Linked DNA regions of Sus scrofa: regions 2 and 3 are each linked to region 1. A link is a contact called in public HiChIP or PLAC-seq data. All regions are on one chromosome and are shown on one strand. Each heading gives the region's core, a stretch centred on a gene start, on an enhancer-like site or on the middle of the called end of the contact. The rest is flanking DNA. Distances are from core to core; before and after follow the strand shown. Region 1 holds the start of ABCF2 (ATP-binding cassette sub-family F member 2). Region 2 holds the start of FASTK (Fas activated serine/threonine kinase). Region 3 holds the start of RHEB (Ras homolog enriched in brain).

The links. HiChIP or PLAC-seq counts read pairs in DNA pulled down with a chosen protein or histone mark.
Region 2: an H3K27ac HiChIP or PLAC-seq map of alveolar macrophages shows a contact between it and region 1. The contact joins the promoter of FASTK here to the promoter of ABCF2 in region 1. A contact is called at or near these places in 2 of 5 promoter capture datasets (fetal liver and liver), 1 of 47 Hi-C or Micro-C datasets (heart right ventricle) and 1 of 2 datasets of contacts at active chromatin or transcription factors (alveolar macrophages).
Region 3: a contact with region 1 is called in an H3K27ac HiChIP or PLAC-seq map of alveolar macrophages. The contact joins the promoter of RHEB here to the promoter of ABCF2 in region 1. A contact is called at or near these places in 1 of 5 promoter capture datasets (liver) and 1 of 2 datasets of contacts at active chromatin or transcription factors (alveolar macrophages).

What each region holds. Positions count from the first base shown.
Region 1 is chr18:5,993,020-5,996,783 of Sscrofa11.1, reverse strand. It overlaps ABCF2 (ATP-binding cassette sub-family F member 2), which reads right to left and starts at 1,766. Exons shown (of 16, transcript XM_021079257.1): 1 at 1,282-1,766.
Region 2 is chr18:6,143,061-6,146,743 of Sscrofa11.1, reverse strand. It overlaps FASTK (Fas activated serine/threonine kinase), which reads right to left and starts at 1,477. Exons shown (of 10, transcript NM_001143707.2): 1 at 1,354-1,477; 2 at 163-585. The coding sequence starts at 1,435. It overlaps AGAP3 (arf-GAP with GTPase, ANK repeat and PH domain-containing protein 3), which reads left to right and starts at 1,629. Exons shown (of 18, transcript XM_021078868.1): 1 at 1,629-1,721. TMUB1 (transmembrane and ubiquitin like domain containing 1) reads right to left here. Exons shown (of 3, transcript NM_001244336.1): 2 at 2,906-3,324; 3 at 1,849-2,648. The coding sequence starts at 3,294. The coding sequence ends at 2,297.
Region 3 is chr18:5,777,479-5,780,787 of Sscrofa11.1, reverse strand. It overlaps RHEB (Ras homolog enriched in brain), which reads right to left and starts at 1,349. Exons shown (of 8, transcript NM_001287846.1): 1 at 1,298-1,349. The coding sequence starts at 1,349. LOC102162623 (a long non-coding RNA gene) reads left to right here and starts at 1,668. Exons shown (of 3, transcript XR_002340246.1): 1 at 1,668-2,725.

The sequences.
Region 1 (3,764 bases), core at 517-3,016:
ACGTCTGTATGAGTGCTTCTCCTCTGCTTCCCTGAGTCTTCTAACAAGTCCCTTGTTTACCACCTATCATGTGTCAACTGCCAAGGGGAGATCAAACTGCAGTCTCATTGAGGATAAGACCAAAACACAGTAAAGGGTGACAGCGCTAATGCATTCTGTCTCCTGTGCCTCCTAGAATGGGTACTTGACTCTCCCAGCCCCGATGTTCCCTTTCAATAACAAACTTTTAAAATAAGGTCCCCTTTCCTGTTTTGAAATAAAGGTCATAGATGACATAACTTCATATAAAAATTTCCAAAAATTACAATGTAACAATAACAGAAAGGAGAAAGAAAAGCAAATCCTTTACGATAAAAAATGATGTTGTTTCAGAATGCCAGAAAATAACCATTAGTCAGATGCTTGTACCTAATGTAGGACCACCTTGAACCTGACAGTACAAATGCAGACAGGACAGCATAAATGACAGGGCTGTTCATGATACAGTTCTCCAAAATGGTAACAAAAGTACATTCCTGGTCCAAACCAAAGTATAATCTTCCTTCAATTTACACGATAACTACATTCTTTCACAACTCAGCACATACCAGAACTCTGCAAAATTACTTCAAAATGACATATAAAACACAGGCTCGGAATTCCCATTGTGGCTCAGCGGTTTTCCATGAGGACTTGGGTTTGATCCCTGGCCTCACTTAGCCGGTTCAGGATGCCGCGTTGCCGTGAGCTGTGGGGTAGGTTGCAGATGCTGCTCGGATCTGGCGTTGCTGGGCTGTGGAGTAGGCTGGCAGCTGTAGCCCTGACCCCCAGCTTGGGAACTTCCATATGCCGCAGGAGCGGCCCTCCAAAGACAAAACAAAACAAAACAAAACAGAACAAAAAACACAGGCTCAAGGATCAGATGGTGACTGCCCCCCCACCCTGGCCACTAACATGAATGTTCAGGAGGACATCTGAAAGCTGTGTGGGACAGACAGTCCTTTCTAGTGCCATACTACCTTGCAATGTACAAGATACCCAGCGTTATTGGCTCCTCTTGTCAACCATCTGACAACAAAATTGCCCCATAGGACTGTGCCATCCTGGGTGGGAACCTACCAGAATTGTTTGAAGGCCTCCCCTACCTTCCAGCTTCCCCTGAGCTGTTTCCTCTCCACTCTCCAGACCTTGGGCGCCTTAGCTTTTCCATTCTTGGGGCCAACCTCTTTCCTCTTGCAGGGCCTGCTGGGCTCTGCTCTTTGCCTGGAAAACTCCTTTTCACTTTTTGTCTGGGAAACTTACCAAATCTTTGGATCTCGGCAGTCCCAAATTCTCAATCTAATTCTTCCTTCATATTTTCCCACTGACTGTACTTTTCTGCAATGACAGTTTGTGGCTTCCACCCACCTACCTACCTACATACATTTTTTTTGTCAATGTGTGTTTCGCGCCCGTCTCCCTCAGCACTCAGGTCTCTGAGGGCAGGAACCACGGCCCTCTCGACTACCACTTGTCTACTGCACTCATGACGATGAGCTGGGATTTAGCAGGCAAATCACAAACATTTCTGAAATAACTGGGCGGGTGATGGGGTTCGAAAGCCCTTTGGCAGAAGGCGTCAAGAAGGCAGAGGAAGCGCGCTCATCGAGGAGGAGAGTGGTTTTTTCTAGAAGACAGTGGAGGTTGAAGATTTGGGTCACCTTTGGGTCCGGGCTGGGTTCACTCGGACTAGCATCTGCGGGCGGCACTTCCGCTCCTGGGGCGCGGGCGGCCGGCGGGACCACCACGTCAGCCCGGGCGGGGCCGCGCGCCGAGGGGGCGGGGCGACCATAGAGAGGGCGGCGGCGGAGCGAGCGCCGGATGCGGTTACCATAGAGACCGGGCCTGACAGCAGCGGAAGAGGAAGGAGCGGGCCGGGCTGTGAGGTGGCAGCGGCTGCAGCGGCGGAGCCGGCGCCTCGGCCGGGCACTGGGGTCTGTTTCCCCTTCCCTTCCCCCCTGCGAGAGGCGTCCGGGGCGCGGCTCCGGAGGGAAAGAGCAGGTCCCAGCCCCACGCCCTCGGCCCCGCTCCCCGCGACGCGGCTGGCCGCGGCCGCCACACCCGGGTGCCCGTCATCCTTCCCCGCGGCCCCTGGCCCGGCTGCCGGGGCCTCCCCGCCGTGGGCCTCGGGCTGTCCCTCGTTGTCCTTCGCCCACTGGCGCGGGCGGGGCTTTTGCCCCCGCTGACCGGCCTGAGAACGAGGGTTTCCCCCTCCTCTCCCCGCCGCGATCTCCATGCCCGCTGCCCGAACAAACTGAGTCCCCCTGCCCCTCCGCGGCAGCTCGGTGACGCAGCCCGATTTCTCTCTGTTGTGAGCCTCACGGCTGAAACTCGCTTTGGGCCTTCTCTCTAGGACTAGAATTGGTCTTTGAGTGCTGAGAGGTAGACGGGGCGCCGGGCTTGAGCACAGCCCCACCGGAAGCCGGCCGAGCCTCCGTTTGCCTTCGCAGGATCCCTGCGTCGTCGCGAGCCGCTTCTCGTCTCTGGGTTTAGCTTGGTTTGAGTGCCTGGGGCCCTGGAAAAACCAGACGCGGAATCTTTCTTTCACAGCCGGAGTTACTGTCGTTTGCCTCCCATCGCCGCTCAGAGGATGGTAGGCAGCAGCAGCCGCTTGGCAGCTGGGAGTCAGACAGGGGCGCCCTGAAAAACGCCTCTATCAGCGGTTGTGCTCCTCGGAGAGGCTCTCAGTGCTGAGTCACCGTGTCCATCCACCTCGGTTAGGTGGGCAGAACTTGCCTGCGCCATGCCAGTGGCTCCCGACCGCTCCTGACGGGGAGGGGCGCTCCTAGCCAGCTGTTGCCTTGACTCTCAGGAGTAGAGTAGAAAGAGGCCCTGACCCCATCTCTGTGCCAGTCTTCAGCAGCCAGCCAGCAGCCCCTTCAGGAAATTGAGTGAGAAACGTGCCCCCAGCCAGGCGCTCTTGGGGAAAAGCCTGTGGCGTTAGGTTCCTCCAGAGTTGGGGGCTCTTGTTTTGATGGAGCCGGTGCTTTTCCCCCCAGCCTTCTCTTTATCAGTTGCTGCTGTCTTCTGACTGAGATCCAGTCTGCAGATATACGTAGTCCTTCTTTGGGGGTGAGGATTGGGTTTTGTTTCGTCCCCTTTCTATTGGAAGACAGACCATAATCCCCTTAGTGGATAAAATTGATTCTAATGTTTATTACCATTTGGGCTGAAGGTTACATCCGGTACCTTGACAAAGAGACCTTTCCTGGGGATGCTAGGCCTGGAAGCAAACACTCCTTGTTGTCTTCTTGACCTCATTGACCCCAGGTTCCCTAGTTAAAATTGTGGGCCCACTACCGGCCTGGTGCCCAACAACCACCGCCATGCGACTGAGCTCCCTACTGGCTCTGCTGCGACCAGCACTGCCCCTTATCCTAGGGCTGTCGCTGGGGTGCAGCCTGAGCCTCTTGCGGGTTTCCTGGATCCAGGGGGAGGGAGAAGACCCCTGTGTTGAGGCTGTGGGGGAACCAGGAGGGCCCCAGCATCCAGACTCAAGAACTCAGCTCGACCAAAGTGATGAAGACTTCAAACCCCGGATTGTCCCCTATTACAGGGATCCCAACAAACCGTACAAGAAGGTGCTCAGGTGAGAGCTGTGCGTGCATAATCTCCAGATTCCAATTTAGGGTCATTCTCAGGTCTCCCCTCTGCTTTCACTGGGGATCATTGTTAGGCTCCTTGAAGCAATTCTTTGCCTTATGATCCATCATGGTTGGTTCCAGTTTTTCCCTCCCCCTCAGGTC
Region 2 (3,683 bases), core at 228-2,727, 150 kb before region 1:
CCTAGAACACTGCACTAGAAGGGAGCTGGAGTGGCACCCCAGCTAAGCCGCAGTGAATGTGCCGTTCCTGGCAAAGCCTGAAAGGTGGGTTCTGTCAGTGATCTTGGGTCCTCTACCGTTCTCTCCTCTCCATTAACACCCACCCCCAGACACCCTCCTCACCAAGTAAGACTGCGAGGTGCAGACACACGTGGATGGTGTGAATGTCAAAGGAGGGGCAGTTTCGGATGATGAGCTGACTCAAGTCCTGTAGTGTGGCCTGCTCCACGGGAGGGGGCCGTGGCTGGGACCCCAAGAGCTGACCCAGGCGACGAAGTGCCACAAGGTAGTGGTGGGCGTGGACCTTGGTGGGGTTCTGGCCCAGCCAGCGCAGCAGCTCCCCAGGGCTCCTTGCCTGTTCCAGAAGCCGCTGCAGCCCCTGCACAGGGCCTACATGGGAGCCTCCTCCAGGAGGCCGGTCCCCCCACTTGCTGGGCCCCAGACAGTAGGGCTGTACTGGCGGGAGCAGCAGCAGGCCAGAGAGCCGAGCGCTGGAGGCCTGGGCAGAGAGCAGGACTCGAAGCATGGAGTTGGGTGATGGAGACCCTGAGGGGTGGCCCAGAAAAGGGGGTGAGGTATTCTCCAAAGGGGAGAAAGGCCAGCTCTCTGCTCCTCACCTCACACTCCCCATCCAGAGGGGCCTGGGGTCGGAGCAACCCAGACTCAGGTTCGCCCTTCTTTGTGGCTACGCTGGTCCTCCACCCCACCCGCACCTCTCTGCCTCCTTCTACCCTTTGAGACAGCAAGCGAATCCTTCAGTGTTCTCGGCGTAGGGATATTCACAAAGCAACGCCACATACATGCTCTCCTCTGATCCTCCTGTGAGAAGGCAGGCAGGGCCAGCATCATCTCGCTTTCACAGGTGGAGAAACCAAGGCCCAGAAAGGCGAAGGGGTTAAGTTAAGCCCGAGGTCACGCATCTGGTTAGTGGTCGCGCTCAGCCTGGAGCCCAGCTCGCCCCAACGATACGCCCTCCCGACCACCTCCCCCTCCCGTAGGAGGCGGCGGCGGCGGCACGGAGGGTGGAACGCGGGATCCGCAGCCAGACGGTCCTGGGTTCCATGCTGGGCGCTCCCACTTACCAGCTGCGTGACCTTGGACAAGTGGCTTCGTCTCTCTGCCCAAGCCTCCTCGCCCGTGAAACGAGAACGCAGCGCCCACCTCGGAGGGCGCAGCTTTGCTATGGCGCGGAGTCGGTGGTGTCAGGGGGCCCCACACCCACCCGGCCAGGGGATGCCAGGAGACCGTAGTCACGGCCACCAACGCCAACTCCCGCCGCCCTCCCGCAGCCCGCCCCTCAGGCGCCACCCCTACATGACTCCCCGGGCCCCGCGCAGATCGCTCCCTCAGTCGGTCTCGGGGCCCGAGAGCCGGGCTCCCCCCGCGGCCTCCTCATCGGCGGGCCACCGAGTCCGCCATCTTCCCAGCAGCCCCCGGATCGCCGCCCAGACGCCAATCGCGGCACGGTCCTCCGCCAGCGGAGACGTGGCTCCCGTCAGGCCCCGCGCGCCAGGGTGCCGCGCGCCCCGCCCCCTGCTTCTGGGAAGCTGCGCGCGCGGCTCCGGGGCGGGGGCGGGACTAGGAGCGGGGCGGAGCCCAAGGGCGAGGAGCCGAGGATGCAGCGAAAAGCAGAGGGGAAGTCGGCAGCCAGCCTGGGCAGGTTGGGCAGGGCGAAGTGCCTGGTAAGTGGGAGCGCCCAGCACGGAACCTAGGACCGTCCGGCTGCGGATCCCGCGTTCTACCGTCTTTCTCCCAGTGGGCAGGAGCTCCCTGCCCCACGGGCCCACACAGGCAGGCACACACCAAGAGTGAAAACTTCACAGTTATTTAATCTGCACATGTTCCAGAGAACCCCCTCCTTCCCACCCACGCTCCCGTCCTTGGGTCCCTAAATCAGCTCAAGATGCTCTCAGGGACTAGAGGTGGCTGGGTTTTCAGGCAGAACACTAAGAAGGGCCTAGGGGCGTGGCCGGGCTCTGCCCAGGGCCGAGGCAGCGACAGCAGCTGTCTGACCCGGAGGAGCTGACTGTCCGTGGGGGCTGAGGGCCAGCAGCCCCAGAAGGTGGCCCAGAGCCATGAAGGTCACAGGGAGGGGCCTCCGCCGGCCCCCGGAGCGCTCTGCGGCGCAGGGCTGGGCTCCAGGGTAGTGGGAAGAGGCAAGTGGGAGAGGCCGGCCGGGGCAGACAGCAGCTCCCACCGTGTCGTGGGGAGCAAGGTCCGGAGGGGCCAGCGACACTGCCAAGAGCCCGTGGAGGCACTACGGGCGGTACATGGCAAAGGCCAGGAGACTGAGGAGTAGGGTGAAGCCGGCCAGACCCAGGGTGGCTGTCAGGGGAAAGAAGGGCCGGTACTGGATCTGGCAGTACCAGAGCAGCAGCAGCAGCAGCAGGAGCAGGGGCAGCAGGAGGCTGCCTACCTCCAGCCCGGAGGGGCCTGGCTCTGACCCCGGTGGGCAGGGTGGGTGTGGGGGACCCACCCGGGTGGACACGTGGCAGTGGAGAACGCAGTTGGGAGGGAGGTGAAGGCTGCCCAGGGTCTGGGTGTCGTCTCCTAGCAGCTGCCCTTGGTAGATGAGTCGCACGTGCTGCTCCCGTCCGGGAAACTGGGTCCTGAGGAGAGAGGGACCTGGGTAATAGAGCAGGTCTCAGGCAATCCTGGCCCCTCGCCCAGAACAACTCTCTCACTTCTCTCCTCCACCTACCACCCAGGGCTCCCTCCGCAGGGGCCTCTCCTGCTTCAGAGGAACAATACCGTGTGAGTGGCTTGGGGACCTCAGTTCCCATCAGCATCTCTGGTGGCCCTTCCACGCTGTGACCATTCCCACCCGACTCATTACCACTTCAACCCCGTCCTCTTCCCAGCTTACCTTTTCAGGGAGCCAATGGTGTCGTGGGGCCAGGCCCTGGCCACCTGCTCTGAATCGTTGAGGAATTTCAGCCGTAGCACGAGGGGCTCTTGGGGGGAGTCCTGGGGTGGCGGTGTGGCCGGGAGCCCCATGCCAGACTCTGGCTGTGCAGCCTGACCTCTGTGTCTCAGGCTCGGGGTCTCAGCTCCTGGGGCCTCCCCTCTGATGCTGTCAGTGACCGCCATGGCTTCGCTGGGCTGTGTTGATGGTGGGGTCCCTGATGGCTGGGACAGTGGATCCACGCCCTCGGCAGTGTGTGTTGAGACCCAGGCGAGAGCCAGCACCAGAAGGCAGGCAAGCACCGCGAAAAGGATGGTCACCTCATCACCCACCCCTTCAATCAGGGCCATGGCACCTGCCTTGCCCGCTGGGCTACCGAGCTGGAGAGGCACAAAGAACCCATGAGGGGCTGGCTCAGCCTCCAAGAGCCCTCTGAACTTCAGGGGCGTCCGACCCCACCCCACTACAACTCTCCCACAGTCCCAATTCCTTTGCCCACTTAGCCACACCCCACCCTGGGACACAGACTGCTCTCCCTCTTGCTTGCCCCAGACTTGGGTCACATGCCCCTTCCCATCACCAAACCCCAAGTCCTAATTTTTTGTAACCTAAGTTCTAGGTCTTTAACCAGCTCTCCAATTCACCCACATCCTACTCAGAGGTCAGGCCTTGACCTTCTAAGCAACCTCTCCCCTAAATTCAACCCCCATCAAACTTCACCCCAAAGCTTACCTATTCT
Region 3 (3,309 bases), core at 100-2,599, 220 kb after region 1:
ACTCTTCTCCACACATCTGGCACTGCACCGTACCAGAGTTACCCCTATGACTCTGGGCGCCCCTTCTCACTACACAAGCACCTCTCAGCCCCTGATTCCCCCCACCCCCACCCCTTTGACCGGAGAGGGATGATAAAAGGATGAGTAAGCACGCTGTAGCTGATGTTGGTCAAAGAGCATAGACCCTGGCACCGGCCGTGGAAAATGGGGGTGAAGAAGCAGAACAGAAAGCGAGGTCGGGGAGTTGGCGGTGAAAAGCGTTCCTAGGGCAGTTACCGTTACCTCCTTCTGCAATCACCACAGACTCCAAACACCCGCTTTCACCCGGCAGCCGCCCCCCCACCCCGCGGTCAAGTGCACATTTCCCTTAAACAGTTCTTAAAAACAACACGAAAAGATAATCGTAATTTCTCCAGGCTTCCGGTTGTCAAAGACAATAAAGCCTCACCCTAAAGCATGGTTAGGTCAACGGCTGTTTTCTCGTTTTCTGGCACCCGGTCTACCCCCATCCCACCCCAGACCACCTCCGTTAGGCTAAAAAGCTACTGTCAGGAACAGTTACAGATATATGTCAATCTTGTTCAGTGGCGGCGGCGGCGGGGTGGGGGGGTAACTTTTGAATCACTTCACCAGCCTGGTTACAAGTACCTGACCTTATTTTTTCCCGTAGAAAAATAGGACACCGAGAAAGCAGAAATTTCTCTTTCCCTGCTTTTCTACTTCGGCCGCTGGCAGCATCCAGGAGGCTTCCGAAGAGGGCTCTTGGGTTTCTTTCGTAGGAAACTTGCCCTCTGTAGCCAAACGTCCTCTAGGTCCCCAGTTTCCTTTAAAACGTTGAACTTCACGCATAGGAAAAAAACCCCAAGGCACAGTTTCCTTTGTTAAAACCCCACGGACTTGAATTTGGGGGGTGCAAAGGCCAGCAACGATCACGACAGCTCGCCGCGGCGAGGTGAAGAGGGACAGGTGCGACTTCTGCCTTTGGGGGGCCTCGCGGCAGTTTGGCAGAGCGGTAGACCCCGCACCGCGTGCCCGGCGCGGGACCGCCGGAACTCCCCGTCCGCCCGAGGCCTCCCAGACACGTCCTCCCCGCTCCCGGGCCGCCCGCCGCCCCACGGGCCCGGCCTCGCCGCCGCCTCCGCTCAAAATGGAGGTGGCGGCGGCGGACCGCTGGTTACGAAACGCGCGGCCGCCACATGGCCGCGCCGGCCCCAAACTTGGCCCGGCCCGCCGCGTCCCGGCCCCCAGGCGAGGCCGGGCCCTGGCTCGAGGAGGCCGCGCGGCGCCCGCCACTCACCCACAGACCGGTAGCCCAGGATCGCGATCTTCCGGGACTTGGACTGCGGCATCTTGGCGGCCTCACAAGCCCCGGGCCAACCACATCAACCGCGGCGGCGGCGGCGGCTCCTGTGCTGCGATCGGCGGCTGCCGCGCCGGGGCAGAGCGGCATCCAGGGGCGGGGCGGGCGGGCGCGGCTGCCTTGGCTCCTGGCTCGCGCGCTCAACCGCCCGGAACCGCCGCGCGGCCCCGCCCCCAAACACGCCCACGTGACCGCGCGCGGCCGCCGGGGCCGCCCCCCTGCAGCGGCTCGCGTCAGCGTCGCCCTTCCGCCGCTGCGGCCGCCCCCGTCCCCGAGACGCACAGGGGTGCGCCGGGCAGGCGTTTTACTTTAAAGGGAAAAACAGGAGACGCCGAAATGCCCCTAGAAAAGTCACGACTGAAACTCGCTGCGTCATGACCCTCCCACCGGCTTCCGCCGCTTTTTAATTACGCCAGTTTTCCCCGAGCGCTGATTGGACAGTTCCCACCCGCCCGCGCGATGACGCGGCGGAAACTCCTTCTCCCATTGGGGGCGGTGAAGAGGCGGAGCCAGAGGCGGGGCTGCTTGCCCGGGAGCTAAAAATAAATTCCGACGCTCAGCCCGCGTTTGGGCGTTAGTGAGCTTTGCAGGCTTCGAACGTCTGGAGGCGGGTGGGAGGGGCGGAGGGACGCCAGCTTCCTAGTGATTGGTTAGATCGGGGGAAGGGGCGGGGAAAGATTGAGAGGTGAGGTGATTGGTAGAACGCTGAGCGGTTGATGGACTCGCGCTCGCAGAGCCCTTAAAAGGCGCGAGGCGCAGGTCGCTTGGCGGTTGCTCGCTGCGGTTGTTACCTTGCGTGAAGTTTTTTTCTTTTTAGCCCTTTGCTATATTGGTGTCAGTCTAAGTTTGAGGGTGTAGGTTGTGACTTAGTATCATCTATGGATGAAGGCCTGTGGGAAGACTGGAACGCAGTAATTCAAAATACGCATTTTTAAAAAAAAGTGTGCGCCACCTCAGTTGTCTCAACCCTGGGATAAGCAGATCCGACACACCTGACGGGGAAAAATAGCGCAAGTCAACACATCTTTAACTCTCCACACCTTCGTGGCTAATTCAGTAGTCGAGCTCAAACACCTGCCCTTAGCTGGGAACTCTCTAGAAACGTCCTTCCAGAGGGGATTTAAGACGGCTGAGTTCACAGGCTGGTCTCTCTGGTAAAGGGAGACTGGTGTATTTTCCACAAATGGTTTACTGGCAACCCCTTTCTTCAGTTGTGTTGGCGAAGGGCCCTTGACGTGGCACCAATGTTGGGGTGCAGGAAGGGACGGCAGCCTGGGAGGCGTGGGTCATGCAGAAAGAAGGTGAGCCAGACCTGAGAAACGAGGATGCCGTGGGCGCTTTCCAGACGCGGAGACCAGTGTCATGGTAGGTGTCCTTGCCCTTGGTGGTTGTGGAAGGAGCAGAGACCCTCCACTCCTACCAGTGTCCCTTGCTGTCCTCGGGCTGTTGACAGTGTTGAGCTGCGTGGCTGAGTAGGATCACGGCTCTCTGGTCACGGCCTTTCCCAGCAAGCACGGAATCGGGGCCCTCCCCCCGCCTGCGGAGCTCCGAGCGGCAGGACCAGATTCCTTGGTAGGAAGATTTAGAGGTGACAGCCCCATAAATACACCTTGTTGCCTCGTCGAGTTAGGACACTAACCGACATTAAGGCAGAATCCTTCCACCATCCACTTGCGGCACTCATGGGGGAGGAGGAGCGCACGTTCACGTCTGCAGATTGAAGCCCCAGGCCACCCGCGGGGAGTGAGACATCTCTTTGAAGTTGTATTTTATTCTAATGGGTTTTTGCATTCCACTCTATAATTAGTTGAAATATTTAAAAAAGACTCAAGTCTTAAAATGGAATTTTATCCTGTGGATTTGAATACCCCTCCTGCAGTATTTTGAACTGATGGTCCTAGATTCCCTGGTGGGTTGTGAAATTAGCTTAATGGGTGTTACTATTTTCT